Regions from separate parts of the Mus musculus genome. Here region 2 is linked to region 1. Evidence: chromatin contacts called from public promoter capture Hi-C data. All regions are on one chromosome and are shown on one strand. Each heading gives the region's core, a stretch centred on a gene start, on an enhancer-like site or on the middle of the called end of the contact. The rest is flanking DNA. Distances are from core to core; before and after follow the strand shown.

The links. Promoter capture Hi-C pulls out the DNA fragments that hold promoters and counts their contacts.
Region 2: a promoter capture Hi-C map of hematopoietic stem and progenitor cells shows a contact between it and region 1, with 2.9 times the contacts expected there. The contact joins the enhancer-like site here to the promoter of Agap2 in region 1. A contact is called at or near these places in 12 of 39 promoter capture datasets (the 3T3-L1 cell line, 3T3-L1-derived adipocytes, the C10 cell line and 6 more), 7 of 484 Hi-C or Micro-C datasets (CD8 T cells, the G1E-ER4 cell line, bone marrow-derived macrophages and 3 more), 9 of 115 datasets of contacts at active chromatin or transcription factors (CD8 T cells, the SCID.adh cell line, bone marrow-derived macrophages and 4 more) and 4 of 9 other capture datasets (adipose tissue, embryonic stem cells, liver and 1 more).

What each region holds. Positions count from the first base shown.
Region 1 is chr10:127,077,620-127,080,169 of GRCm38.p6, reverse strand. It overlaps Agap2 (ArfGAP with GTPase domain, ankyrin repeat and PH domain 2), which reads right to left and starts at 1,263. Exons shown (of 19, transcript NM_001033263.5): 1 at 1-1,263. The coding sequence starts at 548.
Region 2 is chr10:127,235,751-127,238,300 of GRCm38.p6, reverse strand. Kif5a (kinesin family member 5A) reads left to right here. Exons shown (of 29, transcript NM_001039000.4): 16 at 396-584; 17 at 887-1,004; 18 at 1,305-1,369; 19 at 1,471-1,580; 20 at 2,146-2,247. Among named protein-coding and RNA genes, the nearest start is that of Pip4k2c, 25 kb to the right of the region's middle. Within about 2 kb of position 1,265, at least 6 of the 459 cell types and tissues checked have an H3K27ac peak or open chromatin away from gene starts, as enhancers often do.

The DNA of each region.
Region 1 (2,550 bases), core at 14-2,513:
GGAGGCGCCACCTTGAGCCTTCGGCTACCGGTGCCAGGATGCGGGGAGGACGAGCCCGGGACTCCGCCACCCGTCCGGCCTTCAGGTTCCGGACCCCCCCAGCTCGGGCTGCTGAGTAGAGGGCGCCGGGAGGAAGAGGGGGCGCCTCCCGGCTTGGAGTCCGGGCTCAGCCCCCCGGAGAGCGGGGGTCCCGGAGGGGCGGCCCATAGGGACAGTCGGCGGCCCGGAGCCGGGGAGACCGGGCGAGCCGGACTGGCCGGAGCCGGGGACAGCGCGGGGGGCTCCGCACCCCCGGTGCCTGCGCTGCTGGTACTGATCCACAGCGCATCCTGCCGGTGGAAGAGACGCTCGTGCCGCTTCTTGCCGGGTTCCTCCGAGCCTCGGGGGCTGCCAGGATCTCGGGGCTCGGAGCCTCTGGCCCCGGGGGCGCCGGCTGCGGCTGCAGATGGAGAAGGCGGCGGCGGAGGTACCGACTCGAGCTTGACCAGGGTCAGCGAGATGAGGTAGGTCGTTGTCCGGCGCTGAAGCGCGCCCGCGCCCCGGCTCATGGGGCCCGGAGACCCCCGAGCTGGGGAGGGGAGGGGACTCCCCGGGTATGCCTCAGGGGGGCCCGGCCATGGGGCCGCCCTGCTCGCTGCCCCCAGCCCCCGGACCCCTCTGAGCCCCCGGCCCGGCTCCGCTGTCGCCGCCGCCTCCGCCGCCTCCTCTTGCGCCCCCCTCCCATCACATGGGGCGCCCCCTCCCCATGCTCCCCGCCCTGCGCCCCCACCCCCTTGGAGCCCCGGGACCTTGGTGCTGCTCCAGGGAGGCGCGCCGGATCGTGCACCCCGGTCTGGGTGGGGGCGTTGAGATGGGCGGAGGAGGGTGGAGAGGACAGTAGTGGGGGCAAATGGGGATGAAGGGAAAGAGGGTAGAAAGGGGGACAGGGGCCTGGGGGAGAAGCTTGGGTGAGGGGAAGGCAGGGGCGGGAATGCGGACTCAATGGGCAGAGGCCGCAGATGCAGTGGGAAAGGGGGGTCTTGAGGGTAGAGACTAGTGGGGCTGTCTGTGCGGGGGATTCGCAGGAGCACGGGGAGGATGCTAGGGATGGAGCTATTGGAGGCGGTGAGGGAGGAAAGAGGGAACGGGAGGAGATAGGAACCCACGGGTCTGGGGTCTGGGAGGGGAGGGGCGTGGATCCTGGAGAAGAGTAGGGGGGGGGGTTCGCCCGGGATCGGCTCGGTCCGGATGCGCGTTGTGTCCGGGCGCTCCCCTCACATTGAGGAGGAGGCGGCCCGCGGGCCCCCCCACCCCATCTCTCCTCCCCCCCCCCCCCAACACCGCTGTCTGCTAGGGCGGTACAAAATCCAGGACTGGATTTCCCTCCCAAAACCTGGACTGGATTTCCTGGTACTTGGAGTCACCTCCACCAACTACCTAGCCCCCTCATTTCTCACACCATGATTAGGGGACACGAATGTGGACTGTGACATTTAGGGACAAAGGTAAAAAAAACTGAACTATTGGCTGGACAGGTACAGGAACAGAGAGAACTCTTTGTCCCCGTCAATTCTGGGGAAGCTGAAATGGGCTATCCCTTCCCAGGGCCTTTCCCCTTCCCCTCGCAGGGTACCTGGGTGAGTCTCCCTTCTCATCACCCAGCTCCCTCTCCCACCCCGCTCCCACCCTATACTGAGTACTTGCACTGCGCCTTGAACTCATTGTCCCAAAGTGAACTTGGAAAGTGTCCCCAGGGATGGGGACAAACAAGGAACTTAGAAGGGTAGGGAGGGGGAGGGGGTTTGCCTCTGGAGGGGAGAAGCTTGAGGGCTTCTGAGCCCAATCAGCAGCATGAGTCAAAGGCCCAGCTCAAGGTGGAAGAAATACATCTACCGACTGACACCCCCCCTATTCCAAAATGCATCTAGTCTCCATAGCAACCGTAGCTCCAAGAGTGCCTCCGAAGCAGCAGCAGGGATAAGCGGAGAGGAGGGATCAGTGTGTAGGATGGGTGGGAGACCAATCAGGGGATGCTGGTTAGTGAAGGCCTTACTCTCACACCTGGATACCCACCTGCGGGGGGGGGGGCGGATTTTGCTCCCTGGACACAAGGAACCCCCTCAGCTGAGCCAGCGGGAGCCAGCCTTTTAGGTGTTTCCATTCAGTGTCCTGAGGTCTATGTAGCCCGGTTCTTACAGCAGGTGTGTGTGTGTGTGTGTGTGATGGGGGTGGGGGGAGGCAGAGCGAATGGACACCATTTGTGCTGTGTCCCCACCCCTTTGGGGGCTTTAGAGTTCAAGGCTTTGTCCTCCAGAGGGGCAGAGAAATATGAACAGTTAAGCCCTTGCAGAAGAGAGACTGAGACCCCATGGAGGGAGGAGAGATGCTGGAAGGAAGGAAGATCTCCCTGAAGCCTTGGAGACCCCTGCCCGGGATCTGGAGAGTCTCCGCGGTACTTTGATTTGGCGTCCCACCCTCTTGACGCAGCCCAGACTATAATAAGTGCTGCCGTGGGCGGCTCTTGGAGGCAGGAGCCAGCACCGTGTTCTTCGGCCTGGTAGGGGGTAAGGG
Region 2 (2,550 bases), core at 16-2,515, 160 kb before region 1:
TGGAAGCAGGAGCTGAAGCAGAGGCCATGGAGGGGCGCTGCTTACTGGCTTGCTCAGCCTGCTTTCTTATAGCGCCCAGAACCACCAACCCAACCGTAGGCTGGACCCTCCTGCATTGATCACTATTTGAAAAAAAAAAAAAATGTCCTGCAGGCTTGCTGACAGTCTGGTATTATGAGGGCATTTTCCCAATTGAGGCTCCGTCCTCTCAGATGATGCTGGCGTGTGTCAAGCTGACACAGAACTAGCCAGCACAAACTGCTCGAAGGTGTTGATGAGTTCCCAGCTTCCTTGAGTACCCGAGAAGGAGAGCGAGTCAGATGGGGAGGGGGAGGGATGCAGGTAAGGGCTTCCCGCCTCAGAGAAGCAGCTCTCCCTCCTCTGCCCACCCTCAGCCCGTGGAGATCAGTGGGGCCATCGAGGAGGAGTTCACGGTGGCCCGGCTCTACATCAGCAAGATCAAGTCGGAGGTGAAGTCCGTGGTTAAGCGATGTCGGCAGCTGGAGAACCTCCAGGTGGAGTGTCATCGCAAGATGGAGGTGACCGGTAGGGAGCTGTCATCTTGCCAACTGCTCATCTCACAGGTGAGCGTCTGAGGATGGGAGCCATAGCATGAGAACAGCTGTTCTGGGGTGATGGATAAACTCCCAACAATGGAGATCAAGGTCTGAAGAACTAGGGGGACAGGGAAGAGGATCCAGGCATGAAGTTTAGGGGGCATTGACCTTTGACCCCATTGCCTAAAGGAAGGGTCTCTATAGGATCATGGCCTTTAACCTCACAGAGGCTATGAGGGAAGGCGTGGGAGGATAGCTGCAGTTTATAGTGAAAGATCATTTATACCTCTGTCTCCTTGATGCCATCCACCCCTCTCCTCCCCCACCAGCATGAGGCCAAGATCCGTTCACTCACGGAGTACATGCAGACTGTGGAGTTGAAGAAACGGCACCTGGAAGAGTCCTACGACTCCCTGAGCGATGAGCTTGCCAGGCTCCAGGCGCACGGTGAGGCTCCTTGGATCTGAGGTCCCAGAGGGACCCCTAGGACAGTCACACACACTGGAGGAAATGGCCGGACAGCTCCTCACTTAGCATCAGCTTGAGTCCTGGGTTGTCGGCTCACGTGCTTCTCCTCATGTAGCCTGGCCTCTGCACGTCGCTCATTTTACTCGAATCCTAGACCCTCTGTTCTTCCTCACCCCTGACAAGGCAAATTGGACTGTCCCAAACCAGAACGTCCCTATGCGCCCATCCCCTGGGACCTGAGCTGGTGTCATGGAAGCTGTCTTCCTCCCTTTCACTTAGAAACTGTACACGAGGTAGCTCTGAAAGACAAGGAGCCAGACACACAGGACGCGGAGGAGGTGAAGGTGAGCTGGGGAGGTGTGGAATGGCTGTCTGGCAGGGCAGGGGCTGTGCTGACTGTCAGCCTAGGGGTCTGGCTCTGAGCACGGGGTTGTGCTCTCTGCAGAAGGCCCTGGAACTACAGATGGAGAATCACCGTGAGGCCCATCACCGGCAGCTGGCCCGCCTCCGGGATGAGATTAATGAGAAACAGAAAACCATTGATGAGCTGAAAGAGTAAGGGGCGGGGCTTAGAGGTGGCTCCAGTGTGTCTGTCAGTCCCCTCATCTTGTTGTGGCCACTCCAGCGATCCTTCTGGATCTTTAATGTCCTCAACAGTGACACGCCTTGAGGCCCAAACTTGAGAGACACGAGAAGGGCTGGAGAGGTGGCTCTGTAGTTTGAGAGCACTGGCTTGCTTTTCCAGAGAACCTGAGTTTGATTCCTAGCAACCACGTGGTGGCTCGCAACCGTCTGTAACTCCAGTCCCAGGGGATCTGACTGCCTCTTCTGGCCTCCTTGGGTACCAGGCACACAGACATACTCGCAAGCAAAACACCCATACACATAAAAAATTAATTAAAAGACACAAGTAGTTAGGATTAGACCTGTCCTTGGAACTTTTATGATTGCAGTACTCGGGGTCCCATGTTGCCATGAAAGTGGTAGCCGACGTGTATCCCCGATAGAGCCAGTGTGTATCCCTGATATCTGAAGTCGGGTGCATCAGGGCTGGTGTGAGGGGCGGGGCTTCCTCCCCCCCCCCCCCATTGAGTGTCTCTTTATGTCCCACCCTCCCCAGCCTGAACCAGAAGCTCCAGTTAGAGCTGGAGAAGCTTCAGGCCGACTATGAGAGGCTGAAGAATGAAGAGAACGAGAAGAGCGCCAAGCTCCAGGAGCTGACGTGAGTGACACACCTACCAGCAGACATGTGCAGATGCGGGATGCATGGGGGGCCTCTGTGGGGAGAGTCACAGGATGCAAGCATGAAAGGGTGGAGAGAGGGAAAGACACCAGCAAAAAGAATTGCCAGGCCAGCTGTGGTGGTGCACGCCTTCAATCCCAGCACTTGGGAGGCAAGGTAGGCGGATTTCTGAGTTCAAGGCCAACCTGGTCTACAGAGTGAGTTCCAGGACAGCCAGAGCTATACAGAGAAACCCTGTCTCGAAAAACCAAAAAAAAAAAAAAAAAAAAAACCAAAAAAAAA